Linked DNA regions of Mus musculus: regions 1, 2, 3 and 5 are each linked to region 4. The links are chromatin contacts, called in public Hi-C, HiChIP or PLAC-seq and promoter capture Hi-C maps. All regions are on one chromosome and are shown on one strand. The core of a region is the stretch at or near the end of the contact, and the rest is flanking DNA. Distances in the headings are between cores, read along the strand shown.

What was found. Promoter capture Hi-C pulls out the DNA fragments that hold promoters and counts their contacts. A called contact is a pair of places that touch in the nucleus more often than the background predicts. HiChIP or PLAC-seq counts read pairs in DNA pulled down with a chosen protein or histone mark.
Region 1: a promoter capture Hi-C map of hippocampal neurons shows a contact between it and region 4, with 5 times the contacts expected there. The contact joins the promoter of Fap here to the enhancer-like site in region 4. A contact is called at or near these places in 10 of 39 promoter capture datasets (the C10 cell line, HPC-7-derived erythroid cells, cranial neural crest and 7 more) and 2 of 9 other capture datasets (liver and macrophages).
Region 2: a contact with region 4 is called in a Hi-C map of cerebral cortex, with 4 times the contacts expected there. The contact joins two enhancer-like sites. A contact is called at or near these places in 1 of 39 promoter capture datasets (pre-B cells), 3 of 484 Hi-C or Micro-C datasets (cerebral cortex and cortical neurons), 2 of 115 datasets of contacts at active chromatin or transcription factors (forebrain and neural progenitor cells) and 1 of 9 other capture datasets (embryonic stem cells).
Region 3: an H3K4me3 HiChIP or PLAC-seq map of forebrain shows a contact between it and region 4, with 5 times the contacts expected there. The contact joins two enhancer-like sites. A contact is called at or near these places in 2 of 39 promoter capture datasets (embryonic stem cells and liver), 1 of 15 datasets of contacts at CTCF or cohesin (large pre-B cells), 1 of 484 Hi-C or Micro-C datasets (cerebral cortex) and 4 of 115 datasets of contacts at active chromatin or transcription factors (embryonic forebrain, forebrain, large pre-B cells and 1 more).
Region 5: an H3K4me3 HiChIP or PLAC-seq map of forebrain shows a contact between it and region 4, with 5 times the contacts expected there. The contact joins two enhancer-like sites. A contact is called at or near these places in 1 of 39 promoter capture datasets (stem cell-derived epiblast-like cells), 7 of 484 Hi-C or Micro-C datasets (B cells, the N1E-115 cell line, cerebral cortex and 3 more), 3 of 115 datasets of contacts at active chromatin or transcription factors (embryonic forebrain, forebrain and stem cell-derived neural progenitor cells) and 2 of 9 other capture datasets (embryonic stem cells and liver).

Annotation. Positions count from the first base shown.
Region 1 is chr2:62,572,683-62,575,382 of GRCm38.p6, forward strand. It overlaps Fap (fibroblast activation protein), which reads right to left and starts at 1,339. Exons shown (of 26, transcript NM_007986.3): 1 at 1,164-1,339; 2 at 757-841. The coding sequence starts at 1,169.
Region 2 is chr2:62,512,626-62,515,325 of GRCm38.p6, forward strand. The region is part of intron 20 of Fap (fibroblast activation protein); the gene reads right to left. Among named protein-coding and RNA genes, the nearest start is that of Gcg, 30 kb to the left of the region's middle. Within about 2 kb of position 1,351, at least 13 of the 459 cell types and tissues checked have an H3K27ac peak or open chromatin away from gene starts, as enhancers often do. A contact at or near this core is called in cerebral cortex, cortical neurons and forebrain, where this site is marked.
Region 3 is chr2:62,332,963-62,335,662 of GRCm38.p6, forward strand. It overlaps Dpp4 (dipeptidylpeptidase 4), which reads right to left. Exons shown (of 26, transcript NM_010074.3): 24 at 1,635-1,707; 25 at 1,294-1,367. Among named protein-coding and RNA genes, the nearest start is that of Dpp4, 78 kb to the right of the region's middle. Within about 2 kb of position 1,364, at least 19 of the 459 cell types and tissues checked have an H3K27ac peak or open chromatin away from gene starts, as enhancers often do. A contact at or near this core is called in cerebral cortex and forebrain, where this site is marked.
Region 4 is chr2:61,655,314-61,658,013 of GRCm38.p6, forward strand. No RefSeq gene overlaps it. Among named protein-coding and RNA genes, the nearest start is that of Psmd14, 55 kb to the right of the region's middle. Within about 2 kb of position 1,293, at least 157 of the 459 cell types and tissues checked have an H3K27ac peak or open chromatin away from gene starts, as enhancers often do. A contact at or near this core is called in cerebral cortex, cortical neurons, forebrain and 2 more, where this site is marked.
Region 5 is chr2:62,306,411-62,309,110 of GRCm38.p6, forward strand. All of the region lies in intron 22 of Slc4a10 (solute carrier family 4, sodium bicarbonate cotransporter-like, member 10), which reads left to right. Among named protein-coding and RNA genes, the nearest start is that of Dpp4, 100 kb to the right of the region's middle. Within about 2 kb of position 1,256, at least 7 of the 459 cell types and tissues checked have an H3K27ac peak or open chromatin away from gene starts, as enhancers often do. A contact at or near this core is called in cortical neurons and forebrain, where this site is marked.

The sequences.
Region 1 (2,700 bases), core at 89-2,588, 920 kb after region 4:
GTTCATAAGAAGGTTTGGAATAATAGGGGCATAGTTTATTACCAATGGATAATATTAAAATTAAAACTAGTTTCAAAATCAGTGCATAACATCTTCTAGGTCTCAGTCAAGTGACATTGTTGCCAGCCTAAGCCTTTCTGTAAAAATAAAAAACAAACAAACAAACAAACAAACACCCCAACCAATTTACCTTGATAATGTTTGCGTAACTGTAACAAGCCTCTTAATTGAATGACTAATTGCTACTATATATAGAACAAGAGTTTTACTTTTCCTATATGGCTATTCCTGAGATTTCTATTCTGAACATCTTCCTTAAATTTTTTGGAAGCACTATTTAGTGATTTCAAAGCCTCCATAGGTTCTTTTTTTAACGTTTCTATTCTTACTCATTATTTTTTTTCTTGCTACCAGGCAAATCTAGTAATAGAAAACAATGCTAGTTAAAAATACAGTCTTGAGAGGCCTATCAAAGCTTGTCTTCTGCGTGTATTTTGGGGGGGTGGTGGGAGGGGTACAGAATAGCTCTCAGGTTTTTCTGTTGCTGAAATAACACTGTAAAGCTCTTCCTACCCTTACATCGCCAGTATTTCTGGTCTTACACACAACATAACTGTGAACTTATACGTCTTCTTAGAAATAACAGGCTTACTTTGGAAAATAGGCACTTAGGAAATGTTCACCCATTTGAGTTCACACGTTGGTACATTTTCCAGGCTACGCTAGGCAGATGGAGTGAATCAGAAAATTTCTTACCTCTTGAGGGACGTAAGACAATGCATATCACCACTAAAGCAAGCGCAGCCAGGGTGGTAACTCCAAAGACAGTTTTCAGCCATGTCTACATAGAAGAAAATTCGGTTTGGGCTTAGTTCCTCCTGAGAAATGGCAAGATTTTGTCTAACCCTAGATCCTACTTCTCCTTCCCCACAGAGCTTTTGATTGTGTTCCACTGGTCTGGCGGTGATTGCTGGAGCCTTTCCAGTTCTGCTAAGACAAATGTTTCTACAGTATATTTAGAGCCATTTTCTAATCCTAACACACACCGGGAAGTGATACTCAACACACAAATCCCCACCTTCTCTAAAGAATAGAAAACTCTGACCATACTCAGCCCAGGCAGCCTCTACTCTGCGGTCGTCCCCGAGACGGCACGCACTAACCTTCATTTTTCCAGATGTTTTTGCAAGTTAGCTGATTCTCACTGCACAGCGTGGGTCACCGCATCTGTGAAAACTGTTGAAAAGAAGCAAGTCTGTCTTCCACTTGGAAGCTGAAGTCAGGACATGAGTTGCTTCCCGCTCCCCTCCTCCCTTTCCCACGGACTTTTGACTACCGTGCCAAATTTCGAAAGATTTCTGTAAAATTAGAAACAGATTTTGGGGGCGTTCTTGGCCTTTAAGTGAACTATGAGTGGCTGGAGGGAGGCTCTAGAGCTCTCTCATCCTTGTAAATTTACACCAACATCTGCTTAAGTTGTCATACAGAGGCCGTTTTATTTCACCTTTTTGTTGTTGTTCAGGTTTATATTTCATATTCTCCTCAAAAATCACTCGAGTCACTTTAGTAACAATCTTTTCTACACTCCTCTTGTTTGCAGCTGAGAGGAAGGATTTCAAATGGAGAAACTTTTTGAGGGTGCATTGTACATATCAAATGTTTGGGGAAGGGAAGAACAGTGGAGCCAAATCCGGCTTTGTGAGAGGTACACGGTGTGACTGCACACTCTTCTCCCGGGAGCCTATGAGGTGCTGCAGGCACAAATGTTTTTCTTTCAGCACAATTTCTTTGTCCGTATAGCACCATATGCACTTTCAGTAAATACAGAAGTTTAAAAATTCAACTGTCTAAACCCACGGCTGCTTTCCTTTAAAGAAATGAAGCGCCATCTGTTGAAATGTAGTATGGGTTAGGTGTGTTTGCACAGGCTAGAAAGATGGAAAGATCAGCGGGAATAATTTGCCAGCAGACCTTTGGAAGAATGGAAATGGCTTTACAAGAGTGATATTTTTGCTTTGCTCTCAGAATATCTTCTGAGAAAGGAGAACATTTAGTAATTATAAAGACCTTAAAATAAATTTTAAAAAGGCAAGTGAAAAGAGAAGTCATGTGTACTTCATTTTGGCTAAGTCCACATATTTCAAAGTGATCGGTCATCTTGGCAGATCAGTAAAATGACTGAATTCACAACACACACACACACACACACACACACACAGACACAATTTTTTTTTAAACCTTCTCTGTGGTCCAGAGCAATTTCCTAGGGCAGATTCCTGGTTTCCACATGGATACTGTTGCTAGAATATGGTGTCTCCAGTTTTTCCATTGCTGGCTTTCTCAAGAAGTTTGTAATATCTTTTGCCTGACTATGCTAAGTTTCATGCTGATCTTTCACAAACTGTGCATGAAAAATAACGAGAAAACATCACTGTTCTGTGTTGCTGTTTGCTTTAGTTGACTGGTCTGGCTGCCACAGGAAACTTTCTCCACCACAAACCAGCACAGTGGCTTGTGAACTTCCTCCCTGCCATTCTCCAGACAGCTGTCCCTGAATTCTAGCCTTAGGAAAGTTCTGGTGAGCAGAGTGAGTCACTAGTATGCATTGGCAGAGAAGAGTATTCAAAGCCCACTGCAGCTCCCGGATGAATCCCACTCCCCATGCGGTTAATGAGCTATCGATTTACAAATTGAAGCAGT
Region 2 (2,700 bases), core at 101-2,600, 860 kb after region 4:
AAGAATCATCTTAGACTCCACTCTTCATCCTTATTGATCCCAGGGCCCTCAGGTCCAATGTTTGAATCTTGTGGGTTATCAAAGCCTGTCCCCAGATTGCCTCGTTAGAATACAATGACATTGCTACTAGTACCAAATTTCCAAATCCTTGGGTCTTGGAAAGGATATTTGCTTCACTGCTGATTCAGTTTTTATTAAAGTTGTATCACTTTATTTGCATAATTGTTGATAACCATCATTTGATATTAAATCCTGTATTCAGTGAAAAACAAATCTATTCTTGCCGTTCAGAGCCCTCCAATTTACTATGGTATGGACAACCAAATATATCTATACGTATCCTTTAAAAATGTTAAATGATTTGCTCGGCTCCATCACATTTCCAAAACGTTTTCAAAATAATTTTTTCCCTTAGGAATAACAGACTACAAAAAAAACAAAAACAAAACAAAACAAACAAACAAACAAAAAAAAACGTTTAAAAGTCCCGGGAAGCCTCCAAAGCAATGTTTGCTGTTCATTTTTACCTTGATTCTCTTGTATTCTAGAGAAAATGAGACTTATTGGGAGAATGGGTTGAGAGCCTCAAGTAAACTTTATAGAGATCAGAAGCAAGGGAAGAAAGAAGGGGTGACCGGAGTGAGTGGGCCCTGGAGAGCGCCACAGCAGACAGATGGAAGGGAGGGACCCCGTGAGGCACAGTCTCCAAAACACATTGGTGTGGCCTCTGCTTTCTCTTTATGCCTTTCTCGTTCGTTCTCCGGAAGTAGAACACGCATGTCTGTTGTTGTTGTTGTTGTTGTTGTTGTTGTTGTTGTTGTTGTTGTTGTTAATGGAATAATGGACTTTCTCCTTTTCTTTTGTTGTTCTGGGAATCGAACCCAGGTCCTTAGGTTTCCTATGCTAGTGCTCTACCTCTGAACCCTTTTTGCCAGCTCTCTAGAATTACTTAAAGGGATTTTATAGCAACCATTTCGCTCATTGCATCGACTCAGCATGCACGTTTCTGACGCACTGAGGAGTTGGGCAAATGCCCGGGACAAACAGATGGGAAGAGGCCCCGTTAGTCACAGCTTACCCGACACGAATTCTGAAGGACACTGAGTGTACAGGGAAGAAATGGAGTAGCGAATGGAAAATTGCTACCTGTGTGGAAGCTGATCAAGGAAAAGCGAGCAGATGTGCAGGAGACGCGTGGCCGGCCCTTCAGCCATTCCCCCACACGTTTCAAAATCAAAATGGGAGTTGAGAAGGTTCGCTTTCTTGTTAAAAGATAGTGTCACTACTGGTGTTGGAAGACAGTTTTGAGCCATAAAATCGGTCATGATTTTATGATCTTGCAGAGGCTAACAATCATATTGCCTTGCATCTGGGGCACAAAGCAAATAACAGGTGATACATAGGAACAGGAAATTCTTATCCGCTCCCTGGCTAGGTTTATTCTGAAAGGATGACATTTACAGGAAATGATAGTTTGGTGGTTAACATGGAAATGAAACATTAACACTTAATGTGGCAGAACTAGGCTAAAGGTTAGCTAGATAATACAAGCTTTTGAGATCAACAAGGCTCCATAAATTTCATCCTCAAAACCTGAAAAGCTTCCTGGAAGGCGAGATATCAGAAACTATTGATAATATGTATTAATCAACACAGTCAAAGTAACACACGAATAAGGTGTTTTTGTAATATTAGAGATTAAATTAAACTTTACATATTTTCCCCACTTTAAAAAAATGACTCTGGGCTAAGGTCATCTTGAAACCTAGTGACTGATTATGCTATTTGAGAAATTTTCTTTTGACACTATCTGTAAGTGTGATAATATATTTTTTCTCTTTCAATTTTTCATCATTAACCCTTAAATCACATAAAATTAAGACTATGGGACTATATACAATGCCGAATATACTCCCAATAAATGGAGCTGACCCTATAATCTCTGAAATTTTGTGATTGTCTTAAATGTGGAATTTTCCAAGAAGCCTGAAGAAACCGTGTTCCTTCTCCTCCAGCACTTGTGAACTCGCTACCATCTGTTCCTTACAGATATTCTCATGCACGGGCAGGCTATGAGGTGAGGTCTGCTCTTCCTCTGTTTTCTACTTTGTTTGCCTTTATTAGCTTGGCTTGGCTGGTACTTACTGTTGTTTTCAAATGCACATGCATGGTTTTCTGTTGACATGTAGAAAATTCGCCTATATAAAATTTTATAAGAGATTCAAGGAAAACAGTTCCGTTTCTGGGTTGATTCGAGAGTGACAGCCAAGGGCTTGCAAACCCGTTTCTTCAAGTTAGGTGTTCACTGTCTGATTCCTAAAAGGCTTCCTTGGGAGATAGGGGGTTGGATCACTCTCGGGATCATCTCAGTCTTTCCTTTTTAGCCTTTTGTGAAGAACTGGATCCTAAGGTCTCTTTTACATGTTCATGTAACAGATTTCAAACAAAGCTAGGGCCAGCCCAGGAGCTCTCTGCACTGCTGCATGTGTTGCCTGAATGGGTCTTGCAGCTGCTCTATGATCTATGCTTCATGAGGGACTTACTAAAAATCCCATCTAACAGTAATGCTTCCCCTTAGAGCACCACCTATCCATGTTTACCAGATTGTAAATGCATTGGAAGCAAGGATTGCACTGCTTTGTACAGAGTGTAATATGGTGACACATATTAAAACCTGGCATGCATTAAGTAGCTGAGCAC
Region 3 (2,700 bases), core at 114-2,613, 680 kb after region 4:
TTTAAACATGGGTATATTCTAATTAAAATACCCAAGTCAACCTTTAAATGTGACTCAAAGGTCACTTAAAAACTACACTCTGAATGGGAAGGTTTATACCAGCAGGCATACTATTTTAATAGGTGCCAGCAAGGGCCAAATCTCTCTACACTTGAGTATGTATTAAAATAAATAGATTTTAAGGACAATTTTCTAATATAAGCATCTAATGGCTGGAAAAATCAATTTTAATATTAAAGTCTTATATCTGTAACATAAGTGAAGCCAAAAGACAAATGTTTTATTTACCAACATTTAAATTTTACACTGGAAATTAAGAACTCTGTATATCTGACATTTATGTCAGGCAGGTACATATTCCTGAGACATAAGTTAATTTTAATCATGCCTCAAGTATTATATAACTTTGCTTTAAACATGGAAAAAACAAACCTCAACTTCTTCTGAGAATCTGGTCCAAAATATATGGCAGGTTTTCTCAGTACAAAATAAAAAATCCACTCTTACATAGGTGGGCACTATTGAAGCGGAGCACACAGCTAATTATGTGTCAGAAGTGGAGGGACACTATTTTCTAGCCAAAACAGTTAAGAAAGTTGTGTTGTTTTATAGCATTGTATTATTAGTGCAAGATGCACATATATATATATATATATATATATATATATATATATATATATATATATATATATATGTATGTATGTATAAAGTCTGATGAAGAATTCTAATGAAGAAGATGAGTTAGACTAAATACCCAAAACCTCCTCTATACAGGCAAACCCAGCCCCAGCCATTTCTGACTTTATAAACAAGCCTAATTGTTTGCTGCCTGCAGTTGTTCAACAAAAGATAATGTAGCGACTGCAAGAGCTGAAGCATGCTAACTATTAATACCCCACTGTTGTTAGGATGGCTAGTAATCATAATAACAGAATGGATTTTACATTTCAGCTATTATCATGCTGGTTTCACTTTAGAATTACTCTGCCACACATTTACAGAATAAGTGATTACTTTCGAATCAAAACAGGGAGAGACTGAACCATCACAGGAATAGAAGAATGGTGTTTTGACACTCCCAGGATATGTAATACTGTGTTTCTCAACCTCAAACTGTCTAATATTTACTCTGTGTATGACTCAAGGATAGCACGTCTCCAACTTCACAGCGGAATGATAAGGGGCCTCTCTTCTCTTCCTGTCATCTGAGACTTCCTTGGGAAAAAGTAACTGCCAAAGGGGAAACTAGACCCACTAGATATTTTGTTCCCCCTGAACAAAGTCTTAGTATACCATTGCTTGGAAATCCACACCAGCATCCACCAGGGCTTTGGAGATCTGAGCTGACTGCTGAAAGTGAACATTATCTGTGGGAAAGACAGTGAACAAACAGCCGTAAACAAGTAGCTAATAGCCTCTGGAGTGTTCAGATACAGAGTGGGAAGGCAGAAGAAGAAAGTGACTGAAGTTCTAGGACTCTGCATCCCATTTAGCCCAAGACAAGTGAGTTGTGGAAAGCAACACTGTTTTATTGAAGTAAATGTAACAGTCTTGCCCCTCATGCTTTTGTTTTGTCAGTAGTGAAATTGCAAACCTGTCTGTGATACTAAAAAGTCTAATTAACTGAAGCTCACCATCTGCCGTTCCATGAATAAGGAGGTACTCAACTTGTTTAAAATGTTCAGCTCTGCTCATGACTGTTGAGTTCTGAAATTGGGAAAAAGAATGTCATTATTCAAAAAAGGATCTGCCATAACTGATTTTTCACTTCAGTTTACAAAATAAAATGTTTTCAGCTGGGGCCCCCTTTGATACAAAATATAGCAAACCGATATTCAAGCAAATGCTGTCTCCATGCATGGCAGAATGCTCAGCATGCCCTGTGCCTGGGAGACGGCACTGGAAAGGAAGAACGCCACATCTCCCCTGCACATGTAGGAAGAGAGCACCTGTCCCCTAGGCTGCATGCAAAACCCCTACAGTCCCAGATCACAGATTGCTGTGTCCCATGCATTATCACAGGGCAGAGTCTCATATTAGCAATGTATGTTCCATGGGCTTCTGCTGTAGTTCAGCCAAAAAGTGTATTACCATGGCAACCATGTGTCACATGGTGCCATACATGCTACATTTCAAAGAGCCTGTACATAGCATTTGCAACTAAACATACTCTGCAATATGTCATGTGAACTTTGGTCCACATTTCTAGGTTCTGAATGAAAAGCAAACATTACCTCTCTGTAAACAGATGTTTAAAACCTAAGCAAATGTAGCATATGAGAGGGGAAAGGGTGAGAGAGATCAAGGGTGGCCTCAGAAAATCAGTGGGTGTTTGGTACATCCTCATTTTGAATAGTGGAGAAAAAGACTTCTGTTAAATGTCATTCCTAAGCCAGCCAGGGAGACAAGATGAAGGGTTAGAAGGTCTACTTTTGCCAGGGAGACAGGATGAAGGGTTAGAAGGTCTACTTTTGCCAGGAAGACAGGATGAAGGGTTAGAAGGTCTACTTTTGCCAGGGAGACAGGATGAAGGGTTAGAAGGTCTACTTTTGGTCTGCATCATCTAGGGGTTTCCACAATAAGGGTCAGAGGTCTTGAAAAGAAAACTTTAAAAGCATATAGGTCAGATCATTTAAATTTAGGACTGGTTACAACGTTGAGATGAAGGAAAATGCCAGATAGGTCCTGGGAAGCGGGAGC
Region 4 (2,700 bases), core at 43-2,542:
CCCAGGTAAGAAAGCTACGTGCGCAAAACGCTGATTTTGGGATGGGGGGTGGGGGGAACCACCCGTGGGCGAGGCAGTTGTGAGCGGGATGCCTGAGAAGTGGGAGGTGAATGTCCTCGGGATGCCCCCCCCCCCCGGGTGCAGCTTTCCCCGGAGGCTGAGGCTGCTGCCAGCGGGGACATCTGCTTTCTTACACTCCAGCCTGGCTCACCCCGCCCCCTCAGCCCCGGGTTGCGTGGTTATTTTACCAACACCGGGGGAGGGAAGACTTGAGGAGGTAGAAAAGGAATGGATGGAAGCTTAAAAGATTTTCTTCGCACCCCCCCCCCAGTCCCCTCCTTTCTTCTTCACGTCTTTTAACCTTCAAGGTAAAGACTTTATAAATATGAAACAATAAGGGAGTCTGCTGGCTCGCAGGCCGGCCGTGGGCTGGCGAGGCTGCCGGGTGCCGGGCCTCGCTCTTCTCTCCATCCTCACAAGTCTGGCCGTGGTTCGGCGGGTTAGGCTGGGCACAGGGGCCGGCGGTGAGCGCTCATCCCGTGGCGCCTTCGCTCCCGGGCTGCTGCCTCGACAGCTGCTTGTAGCTACAGTAATTAGACTGTCAGTGCTTGTTAGAGGAGAGAGGGGAAAACACGCTTCTGACAGCAGATTCCGAGACTCCCCAGTTTGTTAATTTCTAAGAGATCTTTAAAGCATTAATTGAGGTCTCCCTAACTCTTCCCTCCCATCCCTCTCCCCAACTTCTCCCACCCCAAAATATCTTTAGGAGAAAATTCTCTCCGCGTGGAAGCAGTGTTTCCCGCAAAATTGCCAGCCCGCCCCTTGCTCACGCGCGCGCGCGCACACACACACACACACACACACACACACACACCCTAGTTTACATATGCATATATAGGCACACACGTATATGCAAGGTTAACTCCGAGGAGCACTCGTCCAAATAGGGACCGAGATTGCATTTAAAATGATAATAATAAATAAATAAATCAACTAGGAAGGAAGGGGGGAGGGAAGCAGAAGTCGGGAAGAAAAGAGAAAAGCAGCAGGCTGATTACGAGGTGTCAAAACTGCCAGGAGCAAGAAGGTGATAGCAATCAGGGGTGAGAAGAGTGCGGCATTCGTGCGGGGCAACTAATTATCCGTCTCATTTGAGAAGAGCAGCATTTGAGGCAGCAGCGTTCGCCTGCTGAACGGTGACAGATTGGCGCGGAGGAGAGGGGAGGTGTTAAAACAATGGAGCCGGGCGCGCGAGCGCTGCTGCATGCTAATCAGCCCTCCCTCCGCCTGCCTGCCGCGCTCCCTCCTTCCTCCCGCTCCCTCCTCCGCGCGTCGTCCTCCCGCCTGCGGCGCTCCCTCCTTTCCAGCGGGCCCGCCGTCGCCCGCTTCCCGCTCCCTGGCTTTCCCGCGCGTCCTCCCCGCCGCTGGCGAGCCGCACCCGGGTTGGCCGGCCGGGCGAGAGAAGCGAGCGAGCGAGCGCAGCCCGCATGGGGCGCCCGGGACCCACGTTTAATGCGCACGCCCGCCCGGCCTGCCTGCCTGCCTGCCTGCGGGGGAGCGGACGCACTGGTCTGTGAGGGGACCCGAGTCACGCCAGAGGCCCGGGGACAAACCAAAGAGAGCCAGAAAAAACAAAGCCAGATCCGGGCCGAGCTGGGTCTTTACCGCATAGGCTTCCAACCTTGGTGCGAGCTGCCGAGACCCCGCTCGCCTGAGCTGTCGGCATGGTCAAGCCCTACCCCCCCCCCGCACCCCCCGCCAACGCGTCCCCCAAAGGCTTCGGGCTGTGACCCTCGCACACAAGCGTCCTGGCCCTGAGCACAAGTGCGAGCGAGTGCTTTAATAAGCCAGAGAGGGCCTTACAATTAGTTGTACTCCCAACCCCTGACCTCCTGACCCCAAGACTAGGCTAACTGGGCTTCTGTGTCACATACCCTGGGGAATACCACCTAAGACAGTAGCTGGTGAGACGAACGTCTTTTCAAAGCAGGTAACCCTCCCACGACCCGGGGCACCCGAAGATGGGGACTGGGCATGGCTGGTGCACTGCGTGCCTCCTCGATCAATTGGCTCCGTGATAAGATGGACATGAACAGCAACACCAAAGAATGCATCATAAACGAAGTCTCGTCAAAAAAAAAAAAAAAAAAAAAAAAAAAAAAAAAAAAAGTCTTCCATACCTGTTGAGGCTCGCTGGGGAGCCAGGGGAGATTTCACAGCGGTTCCCTTTTTGACCCGCAGAGTTGATGGTTGAGCAGAAAAACATTTAAACTACCATTTCATCAGCCATTCTTAGGATTAAAGACTTTGATGTTCCTCCCTGTGACAAAAGTGTCTTAGCCAGAACCCAGAAACAAAGAGCTGGCTGCAGTTTTTCCTAAGGCACTTAGCTATTAGCTAATCAGGTGCCTAAATTAACGTGATAAAACTTTCCTCTAACCATAGATGGTAAAAGAAGTAATTGCAGGATAACCTACGAAGTATAATTTTTTTCTACGGACTTTAATCTTGGTATAACAACACAAACAATTGTGTGAAGACTTATTGAGGACACAAGGGTTTCATTTCTATTATTGCCTTTCCCCTAAAGTTAGAATGTCTATTAATTAAAGTATATAAATATAAAATCAAGTGACTTGAGTGAATCTTGGTGGTTTTAGATTTTGATTCTAGTCATAGTGGAAGCTACACAGTGCTCAA
Region 5 (2,700 bases), core at 6-2,505, 650 kb after region 4:
TTATTGTCTCTAGAACTATAGAAAGACACCATTGGTTTCTCCTGTTTGTTCATGACATTGTAAAGAACAAGTTGACAGTGATCAGAACTGTAGTAGAACTTGCCACTGAAACTTTGCACAGTGGTACCAAGTCAAAGCTTTAACTGAGATGTGATTATCGCTAGTAGAATTAGCCATTCCTTTTGCCCATAAGTACTGGCAATGTTTATTTGGCATTTATACGGGTGTGCATATCATGGATGCATTCAGAGAATTTATTAACCGGCCTGAGACCTTGTATAGAGATTCCATCATTTCACACTCTGCCTTATCATGCTCTCATTCTGTTTACTGTTGTTGTTTTTAACTTGAAAGTAAAGATTTTAAGAACAACTGAATACCACTAAATTTCCTAGAACTTATACTTTCAACAAGGATATAAAAATGGAATAAGACTTCAGTTCCAAATGAGAGGGAACAAACCTTACAATATATTTATGGGCGTGGTTTAGAGATCCTGAAAATCTTACATAGATTATGACAATGATACTTTTCATATGATCCTAATTGCATAGAAATAAATGGGAAACCCAGTATTTCATTCAAGAAATAACCTAAACCCAAACATTAAAATATAGTTCTAAGAAGTGCAAAGAGGACATTACTCCAGCAAAGTGGAGAGATGGAGGAAAGGGCATGTGGAGACGCTTATGTTCTGTTTGGAATTAGCACTGGGAAAGCAGCGTGGAGGAGGACATGCGGGGGATGACACCAAGCTCACATCCAAGGTTCACTTTCTACTTGAGGGCCCAAATTTGGGTATTTTCTTTTCTGGAGCCTATGAATTCCCGTGAAAGTTATGGTAGTTCTATAGCATCTTGTACCAACGTTTAGTGCTCCAAGAGTGTGTGCAATAGAGTGGATAATGGACAAGTTGTTCTGAAATGTTCACATTAATTGAGGAACTCTGGTTGTGATCTGGCAAGATGATAAACAGTAGAAATGTCTCAGCTCCCCGAGACTTGAATTTAAAGTGAGCTCACCTCTTGTCCTTTTGATGATAGTTACAAGCTTGTACCTTTATCCTCCAGGGTTTTCCTATCAGTAGCCCATTTCTGGACTTATGGCTCTGAGAAAACATTCATTTGACCTTAAAATTCAATAATGAGTTAAGCAGAATAAATAGCTACACAGGCCAGTCCAAGGTCGCAGAGCTTCTGTTCCAAATTTTCATGTACTTCATGCATATGCATATGCATATGCTTCGGTTTTTAGAAAGAAAGGATTATAATCAGGGTAGAAATGAATATTGGAACCCTGACATTTTGCACATTGCTCTGTGTAAAGGGAAGACTGCAGAATCAATTCTGGATGTCCAAATGTGCTCAGAGTACCAACATGCCTTCCTTCCTTCTTCAATATCCTCCAGGACATTGCACACAGGACAGACAGACTGCCACTAAATGCAAACAACTCAACAGAATGTTTGCTCTGGGGTGGTGAGCAAGAGTGCGGGCATTAGGTAGAGGCTGGGAAGGCAGGTCTGTAGAAGTGTTCGTATCTGCACCTTCTTCCTTACTGATTGATCACTCTAACACATACAGAATAGAAGCAAACAAAAAGAAGGCAAGTGGAGCCTTGTGATCATGAAAAATTCCAAGAAAGTACAATCTAAAAATAAGCACAATTAAACAAATTACAGCAAATGCTTTCCTTCTTAGAAAGGTAAGAATTGGCTGTAGGTTTAGGAAGAACGTCCTTATTACTGACATCCATAAGCGTTTTTTGTTTTTTGTTTTTTTTTGTTGTTGTTGTTGTTTTTGTTGTTGTTGTTGTTTATAATTCAGCTATAGAGTGGGGCAAGCATGTTCTATCTCCTGAAGCAGCACTTTCCCAAACTGTGGTTCTAGGAGCTCTGCTGCTCCAGCCAGCACCTTGTAGTATTTTAAGAATGCAAATTCATAGGCTTGTTTCATCAAAGTGCCGACGCTAGAGCCAGCAGTCTGTTTTTTGAAGACCTCCAGGTGATTCTGACATCTGAGATAAACATTTTATTAGACTCACAGACTCTCAACCTCTCTAAAAAAGCTAAGTTCTTAATATAAGACGACAGTGTCAGAATTTTGAACTTACAGTAATTTAGGTGATGACTTAAAGGTGCTGAGTCAGGTCCAGGGAGAGTGAGGGGGGTCAGCAGTCACAGGCACTGCCTGGCAATCTGTCCTCAAGATCTTTCCTAAACCCACATGTCGAAGGAGAAAACAAACTGCTGCAAACTGTCTTCTGACTGCCACATGCCCCCCCCCCTCTCTCTCTCACACACACACACACACACACACACACACACACACACACACACACACACTTCAAAAAGTTGCTGAGTCAAGTTCTGATGCATCCATAGCCTTACACCAGATTACCTTTTAAGGGGTTTATTGTTTTATGTTACCAACTCTTTAATCCATTGGAAATCAGATATAATACTTCTTGTTTGTTTGTTTGTTTGTTTACATTCCAGTCGTTGTTCCCCTGTCAGTCCCCCCTCCCACAGTTCCTCATCCCATTTCTCCTCCCCTTTGCCTTCCTAAGGGTGCTCTCCCCACCCAGAACCTGCCCCCTTCCCTGGGACCTCAAGAGTATTAAGCTCTTCTTCTCCCACTAAGGCCATACCAGGCAGACCTCTGCGATATTTGTGCCAGGGGCCTCGGATTGGCCTGTGTA